Linked DNA regions of Mus musculus: all the other regions are linked to region 5. A link is a contact called in public HiChIP or PLAC-seq and promoter capture Hi-C data. All regions are on one chromosome and are shown on one strand. The core of a region is the stretch at or near the end of the contact, and the rest is flanking DNA. Distances in the headings are between cores, read along the strand shown. Region 1 holds the start of Cfap298 (cilia and flagella associate protien 298). Region 2 holds the start of 4932438H23Rik (RIKEN cDNA 4932438H23 gene). Region 3 overlaps Synj1 (synaptojanin 1). Region 4 has its middle 31 kb from the start of 4932438H23Rik. Region 5 holds the start of Ifnar2 (interferon (alpha and beta) receptor 2).

Evidence for each region. HiChIP or PLAC-seq counts read pairs in DNA pulled down with a chosen protein or histone mark. Capture Hi-C pulls out chosen DNA fragments and counts their contacts.
Region 1: a promoter capture Hi-C map of adipose tissue shows a contact between it and region 5. The contact joins the promoter of Cfap298 here to the promoter of Ifnar2 in region 5. A contact is called at or near these places in 4 of 39 promoter capture datasets (embryonic stem cells, frontonasal cranial neural crest, hippocampal neurons and 1 more), 3 of 115 datasets of contacts at active chromatin or transcription factors (embryonic forebrain, embryonic stem cells and memory CD8 T cells) and 1 of 9 other capture datasets (adipose tissue).
Region 2: an H3K4me3 HiChIP or PLAC-seq map of embryonic basal ganglia shows a contact between it and region 5, with 5 times the contacts expected there. The contact joins the promoter of 4932438H23Rik here to the promoter of Ifnar2 in region 5. A contact is called at or near these places in 19 of 39 promoter capture datasets (the 3T3-L1 cell line, 3T3-L1-derived adipocytes, the HPC-7 cell line and 14 more), 4 of 484 Hi-C or Micro-C datasets (the HPC-7 cell line, embryonic stem cells, female germline stem cells and 1 more), 29 of 115 datasets of contacts at active chromatin or transcription factors (the 230-238 cell line, the HPC-7 cell line, the NIH/3T3 cell line and 18 more) and 3 of 9 other capture datasets (adipose tissue, liver and pancreatic islet).
Region 3: an H3K4me3 HiChIP or PLAC-seq map of bone marrow-derived macrophages shows a contact between it and region 5, with 3 times the contacts expected there. The contact joins the enhancer-like site here to the promoter of Ifnar2 in region 5. A contact is called at or near these places in 2 of 39 promoter capture datasets (hematopoietic stem and progenitor cells and liver), 6 of 115 datasets of contacts at active chromatin or transcription factors (the 230-238 cell line, bone marrow-derived dendritic cells, bone marrow-derived macrophages and 2 more) and 2 of 9 other capture datasets (liver and macrophages).
Region 4: an H3K4me3 HiChIP or PLAC-seq map of embryonic basal ganglia shows a contact between it and region 5, with 2.3 times the contacts expected there. The contact joins the enhancer-like site here to the promoter of Ifnar2 in region 5. A contact is called at or near these places in 10 of 39 promoter capture datasets (the C10 cell line, cranial neural crest, embryonic stem cells and 6 more), 3 of 484 Hi-C or Micro-C datasets (the HPC-7 cell line, embryonic stem cells and liver), 17 of 115 datasets of contacts at active chromatin or transcription factors (the HPC-7 cell line, the SCID.adh cell line, bone marrow-derived dendritic cells and 12 more) and 5 of 9 other capture datasets (adipose tissue, embryonic stem cells, embryonic trunk and 2 more).

Annotation. Positions count from the first base shown.
Region 1 is chr16:90,933,015-90,936,595 of GRCm38.p6, forward strand. It overlaps Cfap298 (cilia and flagella associate protien 298), which reads right to left and starts at 1,835. Exons shown (of 7, transcript NM_026502.2): 1 at 1,568-1,835. The coding sequence starts at 1,706. Synj1 (synaptojanin 1) reads right to left here. Exons shown (of 32, transcript NM_001164483.1): 32 at 3,083-3,581.
Region 2 is chr16:91,066,826-91,070,597 of GRCm38.p6, forward strand. It overlaps 4932438H23Rik (RIKEN cDNA 4932438H23 gene), which reads right to left and starts at 2,327. Exons shown (of 3, transcript NM_028905.4): 1 at 2,207-2,327.
Region 3 is chr16:90,994,330-90,997,863 of GRCm38.p6, forward strand. The region is part of intron 2 of Synj1 (synaptojanin 1); the gene reads right to left. Among named protein-coding and RNA genes, the nearest start is that of 4930404I05Rik, 15 kb to the right of the region's middle. Within about 2 kb of position 1,387, at least 149 of the 459 cell types and tissues checked have an H3K27ac peak or open chromatin away from gene starts, as enhancers often do. A contact at or near this core is called in bone marrow-derived dendritic cells, bone marrow-derived macrophages, extraembryonic endoderm stem cells and 3 more, where this site is marked.
Region 4 is chr16:91,098,044-91,101,600 of GRCm38.p6, forward strand. It overlaps a transcript of 4932438H23Rik not described here. Among named protein-coding and RNA genes, the nearest start is that of 4932438H23Rik, 31 kb to the left of the region's middle. Within about 2 kb of position 1,553, at least 18 of the 459 cell types and tissues checked have an H3K27ac peak or open chromatin away from gene starts, as enhancers often do. A contact at or near this core is called in embryonic basal ganglia, where this site is marked.
Region 5 is chr16:91,370,514-91,374,264 of GRCm38.p6, forward strand. It overlaps Ifnar2 (interferon (alpha and beta) receptor 2), which reads left to right and starts at 2,270. Exons shown (of 9, transcript NM_010509.2): 1 at 2,270-2,561. It overlaps Gm36587 (a long non-coding RNA gene), which reads right to left. Exons shown (of 4, transcript XR_876244.2): 1 at 3,077-3,751.

The DNA of each region.
Region 1 (3,581 bases), core at 585-3,084, 440 kb before region 5:
GGAAGCCTGCGGTTCCGGCAGTTTGGAAATGCCAACACCATGGGATGACCACCAAGGACAGCAGCAGCTACGGAGTGGAGCCAGCCTCAGCCTGTGAGATGTGTTCTGTGGGCCCTGCAGAGCAGAGGGAGCGGAGAAGACCCTGAGTCCCGCACCTCTGACAGCGAGCTTCACAGGGCTGCACTTCAGTTCTCCTTCCAGTGCGAGTGCGCTCATGGTCTTCCCTCTTGGAGTGAGATTAGGTCTTTTTACAGGTGCCCGGTAATGGATATTACAGAGAGGTTTGAACTTTGAAAGAGACTGCATTTTTAAAGTGAAAAAATTTAAAAGCCTGTGGAACTTCTGAAAGTTGGAATTTGTTTTATATTGAGATATCCATATTAATAAGGTCTTGGGGATAAACAAAAAGGAGAGGGTTATGGTTTCATGGTGATATGTCGATTGGTGTTGACAAGGAAGCAATTGGTTCTGCTTGGCTTTTGTTGACCTGGCATGAACATAGACGTATCTAGGAAGAAGGAACCTCAACTGAGAAAATGTCTATTTCAGACTGTTTGTAGGCAAGTCTGTAGGTAAGGCATTTTCTCAATGACAGTAAGGGGGGGGGGGGTAGCACTCTCCGGGTGGTATCACCCCTAGGCAAGTGGTCCTGGGTGGTATGAGAAAGCAGGCTGAGCAAGTCGTGAGGCGCAGGCCAGGGGCAGTGATCCTCCATGGTATTTGCTTCAGTGCCTACCTCTGTGTAGATTCACCCATGCAATTCTTGTTTTTTTTTTTTTTTTTTTTTTTTTTTTGAGACAGGGTTTCTCTGTATAGCCCTGGCTGTCCTGGAACTCACTTTGTAGACCAGGCTGGCCTCGAACTCAGAAATCCGCCTCTCTCTGCCTCCCAAGTGCTGGGATTAAAGGCGTGCGCCACCACCGCCTGGCTCACCCATGCAGTTCTTACATGCTGCCCCACACTTTCGGTTTATGATGTTAAAGACCCGGAGGTTCCCCCCACCCCCTAAATGTTTTACTTTTAATATGTCATTTAATATTGAGCCTTCTTTGAAAGCAGTTAAGTTTGATTATATATATAAAACGGGTCTTAAGGCGTTCTCTATAATGTAAAAATCATGTGTTTCCTAGGAGACAGAAAACAACACCAAGGCTCTCCCGGTGAGAACTTTCATGGGCGGCTTCAAAGCGAAGAGACTCAAGGGCCAGGGCTTTTAGCGTCTCAAACTGTCCCCCTTCCCTGCAGCCACCACTCACTCCACCCTCACCCTTGACAACTCCCACCGTCCCCGATCCCTCAGCTCCGTCCCGCCACCTTTCGACCCAGTACGTTCGCACTTCCCGGAAGCCCAAATCCCGGCTTAGCTCAGCCTCACTTGGCATCCCGGCTGCTCTCCTCCGAGTCGGCGGTTGGCTGGCGAGCCTGGGTTTCCTCCAGCCGTTGGTCTTTCATCCCCGGTCAACCCTGATGCTCCTTTCCCACCCCGGGCTACGGCAAATCTCCCCAAATCCTCGCGACCCCGGGCGCTGCCCCCTGACCCCGAAGCCGCCGGCCTCCCTTTCCGCACCTGAGCAGAGCCGGTGCACCTTCAGCCGCCCGTTGTAGACGCGGGCCACCTGCGCCGTGAGCTCTTCCAGCTCCGTGCTCCCGGGCGCCTGCAGTAAGAACTGGCTCTCGTCGCCTCTCTTCACGTGCAGCACAACCATGGCTGCGCCAGAGGCGCCGCCGAGGTGGCAAGGCTGCGGGGCAGGGACCACGAGGCCCGAGCCGGGTCGGCCGGACCCACACCAGCCTGAGATTAACCGCTGCTCCGAGGAGGAACCGTGGAACGCGGCTCACGCTTCAGCCCGGAGGGATGAAGAAAACGGCGCACGCTCGCGGAAGTGGCTGTTGCCAGGGGCAACAGTCAAACATTGAGCTCGTGCCCAGTTAGAACTCGCGCCTGGAAGGCCGGAGGCGCTGAAGAACAGGTTGTGCGGGCCGCACAGTCGCCGCTCCCGGAAGTAGCTGTTGCCCGGGCAACCAAAACCCAAACTAACAGCTAGAGGCCTGTGCGGACGGTCCGGGGACTCGGGAGATGTCCGCTGGAGGAGCATGGCGACTCCTGGATTAAGAATGAGAGCGAGCGCTGGGCACTATGGGAGCATAGCCGCCGCCAAACTCAGACTGGTTTCGCGCAGGCACGGATCGCTTCCGGAAATGCCTTCTGCTTTGGGTCTCCGGTCAAAAAGTGGGGAGCGCTGCTGCTGTGCAGAGCTCATTTAGTTCCACAGCTGTCTATCGCCCGTCCCATGGAGTCTCGGTCCCCCACAATCTCAGATAGGGCAAGCGGGCGCAGCGCTGTTCTTCCAGGGCGCTCAGACACAGCTGAGGATCCCATTTTAGTGTTATAAAGAGAAAACAAATGGATGGAAGAAAATCAAATAGAGGAGTAAAGAAAATTAGCAAAGAAAATTAACCTGTGCTTTGAAATGATCTCAAACTCATAGTTTCGCTAAATGGTGAGGGTTTTTTGTTTGTTTGTGGTGATGGCACATTAAATTTTTTACTTGCCAATGGAAATTCCTGGAAAGAAGCTGTGTAATAAAAACAGCAGTGATGTGGAGAGGCTGTGAATCTGCGGGTCCAGACTGATTACCTTGTCTCTGTTAGCTATAGCTCCTAGAACAGACGTCCATTGCCCTCCTATGGGTCAGAAATAACTTGCATATAGGCTCTGAAATCTATAAACGTAGCTTTCACTAACCCAAAAGTTAAGAATATCGTCAAATAGCATCTGGTAACTAAAGAAAAACTTCGTCTTACTGTATATGCCTCTCTGGCATTTCCACCAATGTATTTTAAACTTGCCATGACTTACGACTTTGTCTTAGAGAGCTACAAAACTTTGTGAACATGGAATTTGGGGTAACCCAAATCTGTCATGGTCATTCATTCAAATTTGGCTTCAGAATAAACTACCTCTTATTCCCTGCATGTATTATGTGCACACACACACACACACACACACACACGAATGTGGGAGTGCACACATGCATAGAGAGAAAAAAAAACCTCTTCCCTTTTGAGTAAAGAAGTCAGCTGGTGATAAAGACATATTTATTTCATATGACAGCACATCTCACAAGATATGTACAGAATGTATACCAGCAACTTTAATACTGTACTTCTATAAAGTATATAGTTATAAATACTGTATGCCACATAAGCGATAAACCTCTTACATACATATAAACAGCAATCTACTAGAGAGAACAGAGACTCACAGAGATTCTTAGTGTCTGTTTTCTGCTTTGACCAGACCTGGCAAATACACACGATGTCGAGTTCTTTGTAGCAAACTTTAACTTGCTTTGTGCGTTTCAGCAGCTACCAGACTTCCTGACAAGGCAGAGCTATTGCTCTGCAGACATTACAGTGGTTCACACCTGAGGGAGTCACTGCTCAGGGCTGCGATCCACACTGCTTCAGTTTTCTAAAGTGGATTAGCTTGCTAATGGGGAGTGGATACCATACACACTACTCACACAGATGTTACAGCCACAATCTCAACAAGTTAATTCACATTTTGAAGCACACTG
Region 2 (3,772 bases), core at 1,077-3,576, 300 kb before region 5:
TACATGAGCAGCATCAGTTAGAATTACCATGTCTCTTAAAGGGTATAAAGTTGGGTGGGTGAGGAAGGAGGTGGATCCAGGAGGAACTGGGGAGGAGGATAAATATGCTCAAAATATATAGTGTAAGAAATTCTCATTGAAATAATGACCACAACAAGAAGAACAAACGCCAACAGCTACAAAGAGGAGAACAGGCATCAACAGAGGACAATGTCCTCTACCAAGTGAAACCTCTGACATGCTAATGGTGACTGAGATCAGGCAGGCATTCTCTGTGTATTTTATTTATGGAATTGCTGGTTTTTATTTTAGAACAGGTCTCATCATATTTGCTCTGGCTGGTTTCACTATGTTGGCTCCTGAGCTCAAGTGGCTGGCACCACAAGCACACACCTGTCCTTCCACAGGTGCAGCTGGCACCACAAGCACACACCTGTCCTTCCACAGGTGCAGCTGGCACCACAAGCACACTGGCCTTCCACAGGTGCAGCTGGCACCACAGGCACACCTGACCTTCCATAGGAGCAGCTGGCATCATCACAGGCATACACCTGGCCTTTCACAGTTGCAGCTGGCACCACAGGCACACACCTGGTCTTACTTAGTAACACTAACATGGAATGGGTACATCTTTGTGCCAGATACTGTTCCAGATACTGAATGTCTTAGGCCATTGACTACTTGCGGTAACCCTAAAAGCAGATAGTAAAGGCCCACTATCATATTAAACAAAATGGAGACATAGAATAACTTGTCAAAGATCCCGGATCTAGTTAGTAATGGCTCAGACTTTAAACCAGATAGCCGAGCACACCGTAAGGAGCCCCAGGGGAAATTCAGACTCCACTGATGTCCCACACCTTATACCCCATTGCTAGATTACAATTTTATGCTTAACGAGATAAATCAAGTGGGTTCTGTTATCCATAAACCCTTCAGAAACAGCCTTTGAAAAAGAAACGGGTGTAAATTAGTTAATGAGTTCAAGTTCATCGTTAGAAGAGAAGCTAATGGAAGCTGAGTGTGGCTTCAGTTAGCACAGGTGTGAGAAGTGATAGGAAAACTAGCCAGAGAGAGCCCCAGGAGTCCCTAACCAAACTGGGCAGTTACCTGTCCTTCTTCTGAACACGGAGAAGCTGACGATGAGAGAAACTTTCAAGTTTTCCCCTGGAGCGACCTGGAATTCAGGGAGGTGGTTTACTCCCTGGTATTTGAACCTGTGGCTTTGCTTAGCTGTGGCTGCCAGCTAGACAGCTTCTCCCAAGTCACACTGACTCCTGTCCCCTTACTTGTCTCTTAAAGGCACAGGCACCCGCCACTGGGTGCCAGATTCTCAACCCTGATCATATGCCAGTTTTAAGCAATGAAAAACTGGTGTGAGAAAGTTGGAAACCACGAGATAGCTGTTGAAAAGCACCAATTTCCATAAACACGTTACAGAAACTATTAGTCTCTGAAACTGCCCTATTTCTGTCAGAAATAAAAATGAAAAAAATTGTTTCCCCTCCAAACATATTGCATTATTCATTCTAAAAAAAAAAAGTTAAAAACTTAAGAATCACTTTTTTCACAACATGCAGTTTGCAAACAATAAAAGTCTGGCTTTTTAGTATTTTATAAGGTCTTTTCCCCCATAAATGCCTTTTAATCTTATTTAAGAAGTTTACTGTTTGTTCTTTAGTTCGAGTTTTCTGAGGAGGAAATGCTATGACGACTGGCATGAGCTGTAAGACACCTCTGAAGGATAAAGCAAGGCCCCCAGACATCACATCGTAGGCAGTGCTACTTCAGAGGCCTTGATTTTCTTTGCCACTCACTACGGAAAGAGCCAGGGTCTGGGGCTGCATGATCGTTATTAGGTATTAAAGATGAGCAGAAGAGCTTAAACAAACTCTTAAAAATAGAAACAAGTTCAGATCCCTATCTGTGTAGGGTCTAAATGAAAAGACCATTCCACTCCTTGCTTAGTGCCCTAAAAAGTGTTTCCTTTGCAAGACAGAGAATGGTAGTAAGCTATCCAGTTGCGTAGAAGCCCAAAGGGTGTTTGGTGGCACCCACCACCTTTACAGTGACATATTCCAGGGATGCGGCAGTTCCAGGAAGTTACCCTGATAGAGCCCCTCCAGTCGTCCCCAGACTTTCTGGCCGTACAGCAGAAGTCTGTTGAGCTGACAGGCGTTTTAAACAGAGCAGGGGCGCTACTTACATTTTGCGGCCCCACGGCAGGGCCTTGCCTGTCCAATCTGCAGACCTTGGAGCTCTTCCCTGGCCACTGCGCCTTCACCCTGGCTTGACAGCTGCTTTAATCTGCAAGCCGGGTGGAATGCGTGGTCTCGTGGTCTCTCACTTACTGTTCTTTTCTGTTTGGCCTGGTGGTTTCCATGGCAGCCAGAAGGAAGCTGACTGGCCTACCAGTTTTATTAACCAGTAGGAGAGAACCTGTCTCTTTGGGGCTGTTAAGCCGGGAAATTTTCAGAAGAAACGGGGAGTCTACTGCTGCTGTAGACTGACCACAAAGGAGAGGCGTAAATGGAAGAGATTCTACTGCAGCCGGAAGTTGCATGGATTGACTGTGGACTGCGGAGACGCCTGGACGACACTTTTACATCCACGATTTGTTCCACTCTCTTAGGCCTGATGAATTTTTACTTACGGTTGGTAAGTGCCTCAGATGGTGCAAAAACCATTCGACTGTGATTGCTCCAAAGAGAACATGAATTCATTTCTCTTTCTGGGACGTAGCCCCAGTCTCTCCCCTCTCATGAACTCATTTTTAAATGCTAGAAGCCAGAAAGTAAGTAAACATGTAAAAAAAAAAAAATCTGTGTTCATTCAGTGGTGGCTTAGTCTATTTGGGGCTGCTACAAAATGTCCTAAACTGGATGGCTTAGAAACATTTCTTAGGCCGGGCAGTTGTGGAGCACGCCTTTAGTCCCAGCACTTGGGAGGCAGAGGCAAGTGGATTTCTGAGTTCGAGGCCAGCCTGGTCTACAGAGTGAGTTCTAGGACAGCCAGGGCTATACAGAGAAACCCTGTCTCAAAAAACCAAAACCAAAAAAACCCAAACAAAACTAAACCATTTCTTAGTCTTTTGGAGACAGGGAAATCTAAGACTCTAGTCTTATATTCAATATCAGATGAGGAAGGGGCACTTCCTGGCTCATAGATGACCCCTTCCAGGGATGTCCTCACAACCCTTCCAGGAATGTCCCAGCCCCTTCTATGACTCCCAATTTCATTCATGAAGGTTCCAATCTTGTGACCTAAAATCCAGTCTTTAATGACTAATGAAGGCTGGATAGAGGAGGGTCTCACTAATGTGATACATTACGGGACCAGAGAAATGGATATAGAGTCACCTGAATATGGGATAACACTACCCACCCACCCACCCACCTATCTACCCACTGGTCCTTACCACACACAAGCACTGTGCCAGAAGGCTTGAAGGACACAGAGGTAAACAGGAGTGATTGTGGAAAACCATGTAAAGGAAGGAACAAAACCAATAGACACACATCTTAGCAATGGTGGGGCCACCTTTCTCCAGGGAGGCTGAAGTTTTTTTGATCAGGGTCCCTAAAGGATGCCCAGGAGTGGAGTGAGTCAGACACAGGAAAACAGTCCAATGACACCTTATTGAGTGGTCATTAACCAATGGTGTATGAAAGGGGGTGAAAAAAATACTTCATCTCCTTGTGAGGGCTGTGGCACCCACGTGGAGGTCAGCAAAAACCTCAGATGGATGTTGTCTTTACCTTCCACATGAGCC
Region 3 (3,534 bases), core at 137-2,636, 380 kb before region 5:
CTTACAGGCTGGACACTGTTGTGAATAAAGGTTTTGTAGCTGGCTTGGTATTTACATTACCCTTGATAATGTGCAGAATACCTTTCTGTATCAAGGATGCTGGAACATAGGGATGAAGTCTCTGTGGGCACCAGCTCAGTATCTCCATGTTTGATATAGGTGACCTCTCCAAACACCAGTGTATTATATTAGGTATTCTGTCCAACTAGTAGAAGAACTTTCTTGCTGGAGTTACAGAATTCTGCCCATCTAAGGAGTCTGTCTTCTTGTTGATAGCCTGTTTTACTCACTCGTTTATCCTGGACACAGAAGCTGAATAAACTGGTAAATGCTGCAAGCCACTGCTTGACCACACGGTTTAGCATGGCAGTGGGGCAGTCTTTACTGACCTTCCTCTCACTTCCTTTGCTCTAAGCTGAGGCAAACTTGCTAATGAGCTCAAGCCAGGCAATAATTTCCCTAGAGCAGGCTACTATGGTTAGTCTACTGATAAAAAAATAAAATAAAATAAAAGACAACAACAACAAAAATCCCGGATGTTTAAAGGCAGAACCTTCCTAGCACTTAGCAGATCCACATTTAAGATACAACAAAGAACCAAGGAACATAAACCACATCTGGTATTTCAAAGAATTTCAAATAGCACATTCTGAAGTGTGAAATTCAAACTTAGCCACTGCCCTCCGTTCCCTGTCCCACCTCTCCCCAGCTCGAGGAGGCTTGCTAGGTCACAGGATTCCCTGTCCTCATCACACTTAGCCTTCTCCCTCCCCTCTGTCCACACCACAACCACAGAACCCTTGGCAGGGCTCCTGTATGCTGCTCTAGGAAAGCAAGTAAGCAGATTGCTCTGACCTCCCATTTCCTGTCTATCTTCTCTGCAGACACAGGCTCTTCTCAATCTACATCTTATCCAAGATTCCTTGCCAATTCCTTGGATTCCAGACTCTTATCTTAAAGCTCTTCCCCAGAGTTCCACATAGTATCTCACTTCCCCATCTGCCTCTCTCCACCCTGTCTACTCAAGCTTCTCCTCCGCGGCTCACTTTGGCCAGCCGGGGACTTATGGTCAGTTAGCTGGCAGCACAGGCTAAAGCTAAATGACTCAACTAACACCATCACATTCTCTAATATGTTCATTATTAAGTGTGGGCCTTTCTGTAACCAGTATGAAACTAGAGTGGGGAAGACTTTTAGCATGCTAGGGGAATCGTGTCTTCTTTCACATATCTAGCCGTCCTAGCATTATATTGTTCTATGTGTTTATGGTCAATTCAAATTTAAAATTTACAACAAAAACTGAATTGTTTTCTAAAGGAAACTACAGCTGCCTTTCTTAAGTGCTGCACTTCCTCATTCAGCGTACCATGGGTGGGGCTGGGAGTGGGTCTCAATTTTTCATGGCAGAAAATGCGGTTTCCAGGTCAGACTGCTCTACGGAGTCCCTCAGGCTACATGCTGTGTGAATTTAAAATATTATTGCTGTCATTGGAATGAAGGAATTACTGATGTATTAGTGTCAGCAGCAATTAGGTTAAATTAGCAGTTAGCAAAAAATCACCATTAGGTTCAATGACCACAGCCAGCAAGAGTTAAAAAGAAAATGTAACTTAATATTAAGTAATTCTCTCCCCATATGAATAGTCTCTGTAACCTAAATTATCATGAAATAAATATTCTCTCCTCATAACTATTTTCTTCTCAATTGCACAACAAATAAACACTGTCTCTCAGGCCCAGTGACCATCCTTCTATTGCACCGTCATCTAGCTTAAACATGTAAGCATACACCAAGCCACTTAATTATTTGTATTTCAGAGTTATCTTCTGAGTTCTCTCTCTCTCTGACTAAAGCAGATGAGGTTACATTTTTTTTTTATTATTGTTTTTTTTTCTTTCTTTTTTTTTAAGATTTATTTATTATTATATGTAAGTACACTGTAGCTGTCTTCAGACACACCAGAAGAGGGAGTCAGATCTTGTTACGGATGGTTGTAAGCCACCATGTGGTTGCTGGGATTTGAACTCTGGACCTTCGGAAGAACAGTCAGGTGCTCTTACCCACTGAGCCATCTCACCAGCCCGAGGTTACATTTTTACTGCCATGAGTTTCTATTACCAGCAATTTAGAAATGGTCTTACAGCTACAGTATTAGTTCATCATCTCTGCGATGATTATGGCACTAACACAAGGCCAGGTGTTTATGTGCACTATTTAATTTTCACAGTACCCTAAGGACAAAGCTACACCTTCCATTTGACCTGAGGAAATTGGCTTAAGTCAGTTACTAATTGTCTAAGTCTAAGGAGCCAGCATTAGAGGGAACCTCTTTTCTGGGCACAGTGACTAATACTTTAATCCCAGCATTGGAGATGCAGAGGCAGGTGAACCTGGTCCCAGGGGTACAGTGTGGGACCCTGGAAGAGCTACCTACTTCCTGCTCTTGAACTTAGGGTAGGTTCCATTGCTACATGTTCAATGGTACTGAAAAATGTAGAGTATAAGCAACAAAGGAAATAATAATGAATGTTATTACTCCCTGAATATGCGTATAGACTAGAAGTTCCACAAGGAAAGGGGTGTTTATCTAGTCTCAAAGTCCTCAGAACAATCAGGAGGGAGAACAAAAGCCTGCAACACCTAGTAGACGATTACCTTTACCAGTAATCAAAGTGCATACCGATATTGACACATTAACAAGGCAGTTTAAAGCTGTCACCTGACTGACGAAAACAGCACAGCTTCTGAAATAGCTCTGTCAAAGGTGAGCAACAGCAGAAGCCCCACACAGCAAGGAGGGACAACATCCTATAAAACAACTGTTCTCCTAGGTCCTGAGGGTCAGAGACTAGAGCTCTAGAGTTGAGGAGATTAAGGCCTGCCTTTTAAATCAACTATACAGATCTGAATGGATCTTTCCATCATAGAAAGCATGGCTAGCTACTGGTAAGCGTGAAGAGGGCCTGAGCAGTGGCAGTGGCAGGACTGCTGTGCGCCCTTACGAGGAGAATGTCTAGGGAACACACAGCACAGTATCTGGGGACAATAAGGTCTCACGTCAGCAACCTACTCTCAAATCGGTAAGAAAATATCCTTTTTTAAATTTTATTTTACTAACTTCAACTTTTCTGTATGTTTAAAATTATTTCCTCCTCCTGAATTTAGATAAATATGTCTAAATGGCATTGATAGGATAAATCTTACAATGCCCTATTGTCCATTTATAATTTTTTTAAAAGAGTTTCATTGTGCAGCCCAGGTTAGTCTTGAGTCCATCCTCTTTGTGCCTCAGCCTGCTGAGAGCTGAGGTATCCAGCTCAAACACTGCTTTTAAGTGGGTGGAAAAGGCTTTCTTATTTTACGAGACCTTATAAAGTATACCAAAAGAGATTATACAAGGGTTAATCATGATCACTGTTGTACTCCCCCGAAATCCCATTTTAGAAAATAATATAAGAATCTTCACCTATGAAGAGATGATCTGAAATAAGACCACTTATTCCACACTAAGATTATGTATATGACCTTTAGAT
Region 4 (3,557 bases), core at 303-2,802, 270 kb before region 5:
TGGGGGCGGGCTCTGAGATTGAAAGTCTCCACCACTTCCGGTTCCTTCTCCCTGCCTTGTGCCTAAGTATTCAAGACCTGAACTCTCAGCATCCAGTTACTGAGGCCGTGCCTGCTCTTTGCCGCCACTCCTTCCCACCACAAGACTCTAGTAGGTACACTTTATGAAGGATGAAATACGACGAAACCGTATGATGCTAGCAGAGGCAAGCCAATGAGTCAAGGTAGAAGTCAGTGTCCCCCGGCAACTAGAGGAACGGCAGTGTCGGTTGTCAGATTTTCTGGCTCGAGGAAGGGTCAGGGAAATTTTGGGTCATTGGGTCACACCATCCGGAAGATCCCCGTATCCACCAGGAAGCCCATCAGGTACCATGTAAAATCAGTTCCCAGGGAGGCACCATGCCAATAACAGTTGTTACTACAGGGCAATTGGTAAGATATCAATTGCTGTGACTTTCACCCTTTAAGAATCGATTTTTTAAAAATACATTAAAAAGCAGATCCCGCCCTGCTTTCTAACAACAACGACTACAACAACAACTTTTGTTTCCGGGTGCCCTTGGGCTGCAATGGTTCTATTCCCTTTTGGGTAGAGATAAGAAGGGGACGATGAATCTGACGCTTCTTCCCCCTGGGCTGGTGACAATTGGGTGACCAGAAGTCACAAAGGACTACCCACTAATGGAAGATGGAAAGTGCCCTATGGTAGGCTCCAAGTCCTGCAGGGAGGTTGCTGAAGCCATCTTATTTGGGGGACACTTTGAGATGGTGAGAGGAGGGGAGTAATAGTGCCTTTGCTGTCCGACCTCGTCCCTCATCCCAGTGGGGGCGGGGCGGGTGTTGTGAGGATCGCTATTCACTAATTACACCTTGGTGAGCACCAAGCTCCTTGGAGGGCAGAGAAGCCACATCAATACAAAATAGCAACCAAACAGTGCTCCTGATGCAGCCTAATGACTCTTCTCTGGGCCTCCAGACCTGTGCTTCTGTGCATCACAGACCACATGGTTCCATCTCAACTTATGCTGGTGCCATCACCTGGTTCCTTCACAAAGCCTCCCCAGCATCCACCCCTGATTGCTAGAAAAACTACTGCCCCTCTCAACAGATCTTTTAACCACAGCAGTTATTCCTGTCTTCAGTTTTAAACCTACCCTCAGTCACCTCTGCTCCTTTGAGACGAGGGACAATGGATTTGCCAGCATCCGGCATCTTTTCAGTGGGGGGAATGAGAGTGTATCCTCCACCGTGATTGTTCTGCCAGGATGGGGTAGGGGAAGAGAAATGGGAGGTAATGGGTCCTTTTCCTGTCCTCCCCGATCCTTCCAAGGCTTCAAGCCCCACGTCCTGGCCTTACTTTTAACAACGGCAGGGGAGCCCACAGAGAAAGGCAGTCACTTTCACGAGACAGTGTTTGCGAACGTAAACGGCCTCCCTGTGTGGATTTAGGAGGTTTCAGAGGAGCCTGACAGGCAGCTTGCACAGTGCCAAGCTAACTACTTCTGAAAGGGGGCCATATGCTGCCCTTACAGCACCCCTTTGGTGCTTAATTTGATGAAACAATGCACCGTAATCAGCCATGAGGACAGCAGCCGTGGTAGATGGAGGGCGACTCACGTGGTCCAGCCCCGAGTTCACCATGCTAATCCCATTACTCGCCTGAGTTGGCTTGTTTTGGGCTACCTTAAAAAAAAGTTATTTCTCTATTGGTCAAACTGCCGTGAGGTCTGGAAGATTTAATGTATCATAAGACTCATTAAATAACCAGCCTGGCAGCACCCACTGCTGGGCAGAATGCTGGCATATGGAGGAATCCTGGCCGAAGAATTGATATTCACTCACACAAACACCACTCAGCTGAGGCCTCAAGGGACAAGGCTGGTGTGTCCGGAGAAGTGTAAAGTGTGTTGGAAGCCAGTGTCGCTCACTCTTTAATGGATACGTAAGTCAAGAGACCTTACTAAAATTCAAATTCTGGTTCCTTCAGTCTAGGGAGTGGGGGCACAGACCCGATATGTTGCTAACCAGGTGACACTGAGGCCACTGGTCTATACAAGTTTCACATTTGAGATAGGCGAGCACTAGACAAACCTGAGAGCAGCCAATAACAGCATCTAACACTTCTTAAGTAGGAACAAACCACTATGTTGTCGAAACTGTACCTGTGTTTTACACGTTCATCTGTTTAACCCCTACCTTCAAATTCAGGAAGGAAGAAGACAGCTATGTACAAAGTAAGGATTGAGAGAAGTCCTGCAGCCTACAAGAAGTAATTAAACTTCAAATCCACGTCCTTTCCGTTGTTCTGATGGCTATTTGTAAATGTCAACTTGCGTGACATAGAATCTACCAAGAGAGGGGTTGTCTAGATTAGGTTGGACTCTGGGCACATCTTGGGGAAATGTTTTGTTTGTTAACTGATGTTGGCGGACACAGCCGATTGTGGGCGGCACTTTTTCCTTAGGTAGGGAGTCCTGAACTGTATAGGACAGGGAAATGCTAGATAAAGCAAGCAGGAAGCACAAGTACATTTTCTTCCCTCTGACATTAACTTGGATGTGTGCATAGCTGCTTTGAGTCCCTGCCTTGATTTCTCCTCAGTAAAGAGAGGCAGCCTGGAACGGAAAGCAGAGATAAACCCCTCCCCTCCCCCAAGTCACATTTGGTCAGGATAATTCACCACAGCAGCAGACATGAAACTACAACAGCTGCTTGGTTCTTTTCTCCTGCTGCTTTTCAAAAAGTTTTGTACTGGTACCTATTTATTCTACATGGCAGGAGGATTCATGATGACATCCTGGGCATGTGTGTGCATTCTCCTGGTTGTTTTCAGTACTACACCATAGTCCTTTCACCCAGCAGAACAGATCTCTGGCCCCATCATAATGAATGGGGGCTTCGGACACTTATTGGGCCAAATTACCACTCATCCCACGGACTCTAACTTCCTGTTTCTGTAGCCTTTTCTCTAGAAGATGAACTCAACCAAACTGGGATGTCGATGATAGCTGAAATTCAGAAGAAGTCATGAATCAAAGCAACGTGTAGTTGTTGCCATGATCTGAACCTCAACCCTATCTGGTCATATCTCAGCCCTTATGGCCCTTCATGCTAGAGGTGATCTGAATGAAACTCTTCTGTCTTCCCAGAGGGATAACAGCAAAGGGCAAGACAACTGAACACCTTCCAGAGGGTTCTGACCTCACAGCCTCCTGGAAGCCCCAATGGAGGCAGAACAGTTTCTGAAACTGTTTCAGTTGGTCTGCTTGCTGTCTTACTCTCAGGCCATGGTTACATGTAGTTTTCCTGTGGTCGTTTATAATTGGCACCCATAGTCCATAGGGAATGATACTATTAGGAGGTGTGGCCTTGTTGGAGGAAGTATGCCACCGTGGAGGTTGGCTTTGAGGTCTTACATACTGTCCATACACACACACCTACTGGAGCAGTCTCCGGCTGCCTTTAGAACAAGATGTAGAATTCTCAGCTCCTTCTTCAGCACCATGTCTGCCTGCAGGCTGCCATGCTTCCCACTGTGAAGGTAATGGACTGAGCCTC
Region 5 (3,751 bases), core at 1,020-3,519:
GGCATGCTGCCTTCACAGGACCAAGGGCCTCCCCTCCCACTGATGTCTGATAAGACATCCTCTGCTACATATGCAGCTGGAGTCATGGGTCCCTCCATGTGTACTCCTTGGTTGGTGGTTTAGTCCCTGGGAGCTCTAGGGGCACGGGGGTCTGGTTGGTTGATATTGTTCTTCCTATGGGGTTGCAAGCCCCCTCAGCTCCTTCAGTCCTTTCGTTGGGGAGCCCATGATCAGTTGGGTTTTGTTTTTAGTGATTAGGACAATGATAATTTTTCCACAAGGGCATACATAGAAATTTCAACAATCCTGTGTGCTGTGTGTGTGTGTGTGTGTGTGTGTGTGCTCGCATGCACCCCATTATACTTTATTCCTGTGCCCTCATTCCTCCCTGGCCACCCCTTCCTCCTCTTGGTCTTCCCTTCTTCCTCCCAGGTACAGAGCCCCTGGATTCTACTTTCATGACTTGAATGTCTGATGTCCTCTCTGGTTCTCCCTCCCTCCTTGGATCTCCTCCTCTACTTTCATGCCTTCTGTCTACTTCCATTGCTTATATGTAAATTTGCATATATTTAAGTCCACACTCCACATATGACAGAAACAGACCAATATTATTGAGCTGAGTTTGGTATATTTTGCTGAACATAATGATTTCCAATCCCACACGTTTTCTGAAATATTTCTATTTTTAATGTGCATGTGTATATAAAAGGGGGCATGCAGACCACAGTTTTGTATCATCTTTACCCCACTTGCTCGGGGCTACTTCTACAACTTCTTTGAAACTGTGGCTGAAACTATTTCAGCACTGAACGGCTTTTGTAGAGAACCAGGATCCCAGATAAGAGCCTTTCAAATTCATGAGACTGGTAGGAATTCTGCCAGTGTGACATAAGTGGTGGAAACCTCTTCAGGTCAGCCCAGAAAGAGAGACTCAGCAACTGTCAGTCCTGGTAGATGAAACTGTTCTCTTAAACTGCATATGGTGGCTCTGGAATGGTGATTCTAGCATTTGGTGGGTAGGGCGGGGAGATCTTAAGTTTCAGGCCAGCTGGACACACAAAGAGATCTTGTCTTTAAAGAGGGGGAAAACACATACACACGCTTTTTAACGGAAAGAAAATCCCTTTACATAAACTGTGAACTACCTCCCCTTCTCTTCCCTCGGAGATCTGAAAGTGAGAATCCAGGCCCAGGTAGGCATCATTGCCACGCCTCCTCTTACAGACTTCCATTAGCATTTCCACCTTGGAACTTCCACCTTCATACTTAGACTGTGCATACGCTACAGAAAGCTCCCGCGTATTCCATTTCGGAAGACAAGGGATGTCAGTTCCTAAGTAGGTATGGAAAGATTGTTTCTCCTTACTCTAAAATCGTTTGGTCTTTAGCCGGGCGTGGTGGCGCACGCCTTTAATCCCAGCACTCGGGAGGCAGAGGCAGGCGGATTTCTGAGTTTTAGGCCAGCCTGGTCTACAGAGTGAGTTCCAGGACAGCCAGGGCTACACAGAGAAACCCTGTCTTGAAAAACCAAAAAAAGGGGCTGGTGAGATGGCTCAGTGGGTAAGAGCACCCGATTGCTCTTCCGAAGGTCCAGAGTTCAAATCCCAGCAACCACATGGTGGCTCACAACCACCCGTAACGAGATCTGACTCCCTCTTCTGGAGTGTCTGACTTACATATAATAATAAATAAATCCTTAAAAAAAAAAATCGTTTGGTCTTGAGAGAGGGCCCTGGGGAATAGTAAGCAAAGACCCAAGAAGAAGCAGGCAATGAGTTATGGTATTTATAATTTTTGTTTGTGTCCTGTGTGGAAAATTATAATCAGAGGAGCTTAAAAACAAGTAAGCACAAGATGAGAGAGGGAGAGAAGAGGGAGGACTGGGAGGGGAGGGGAAGAGAGGGAAGCATGATTGACAAGCGTTCTGACACTCAGTTCTGCCCAGACCCCTCTTCCTTTGTATTTTGAGTCAGGGTGTCCCTACATTGCCCAGGCTGGCCTTAATTTTGCTCTGTATCAGATAGGTATTGAATTCGAGATCCTCCTGCCAAGGCCTTCCTGGAAGAAGAGAGTACACACCCGCATCACTAGGCCAGGCACCCAACCCATTCGTATCCAGTTAGTTCTAGGGATCAGGCACTACCTAGTCCTCCAAGGAGGCAGCGATAAACACAACAACCCCGATCCGTTAACTCTGGCTCCCTGGACTGTACTTGAAGTGGGTGGGGTCGTAATGGATGCGAAAGTGCCCATTTGTCGCCGGCTCCGCCCGGGCCCCGCCTCTCGCCTCGTTCTCTGTTCACCGCTAACCCCGCGGCTGGGAACCCTTGGCCTCCGGGAGCCTGCGTGGTCTAGCCCTAGACCAGGGGAAACCAGGCTGCCAGCGGAGACTCTTCGGGTCGCGGGGCACCGGCCATCCCGCCGCCGTCCCTTTCGCCTGGCTCGGCTCCCGCCTGCCTCCACTGCTCGCCAGCCGCGCGCAGCTGCGCCTGATGCCCAGAGCAGCTCGGAGGTGGCCCCAGGACATCCCAGAGGGGGATTCACGAGACCCGGCGATTCAGGTACTGTACTGCGGGCATTACGGGGACATGAATGGGTGTCGCTCGCCTCGCGGACAGTAGGACTGGGCCGCCTCCCCGCTGCCAGTTCCCGGAATCCCCTTTTCAATTCTCCTCTTCGGGACTCCGCCTCTTCCTGCCTTTCTTCCGTGGAGAGTCTGAGGATTCTAGCTCCCCCGACCCACAAGCTGCGTATGGGGGGCCCTCGTGGCCCCCGCATGGGCGCCTTCCTTTCACCGTTCCTTTGGTGAACTCTGGGTTTTTGTGGGCTCTCTGCCTTCACTCCACCAGCGTCGCCTCACCGAGGGTGCATGGGGCACCTTAGCCCGAGCCATTGCCAGATCCTAGGGGGTCCACATTCCTTAGGATCCACTACGCCTTGCCAAGCTAGTTATCATCTCCAGCCTCTGGGTCCTGTTCTGCGTCCTGACACCCCTCCCCCTACACACACACACACACACACACACACACACACACACACACACACACACACACACACTGCGCGCCCTGAAACCTACCTAAGGTCCCAGGATCGTTTGTTCAAGCTCCTACGAGGTCACTGAAGGGGTTGTGGCCCGCAGAAGATGGGCAGGGATGGGATACAGGAAAGGCACTGAGTTTATTGGTAGCTTGCATTTCTATTCCAAGCCAGCCAATAGTGCATGCGGTAAACCGTTGGCCCCATTGACCCATTTATTTGGTTAACATGGCTCTACTGGAAAACTTTGACAACCTATGAACTTTTGTGTTTTAATGTTTGTTTTATGTCCCTGTTTTGTGTGACAGGAGATCTTAGGAAATAGCCCAAGTGTCATCTAAGAAAGGTGCTAAGATTGGGACCAGAGACTGAGTTTGCCCTACTGTCCCCTGTCCCTTGCCTGTCAGTCCTTCTGTGCAGCCTTGGGAGAGTAATGAGGTGGGGTCTGGTACTGGGGTAACAGAGGTCACACCAAATATGGCTTCATCGACTTCACCAACACACTAGCAATTTGGGGATCGTTAATGAGGTTCATCAGTGTGGCGCAGGAAGTGACTGTTGTTCAAAAGTGGCTTTTCAAATTTAAATCATAAAAAGAAAAACCCGGATGTGACTATTCTAAAGTTTTTTCCCCTGTATTTATTTGAACATTTAAAGAGAGCTGAAGTTGTAGTGCCCCTTCCTCGTAGTCTTGGATTTCCTGGCTTGGATTCTC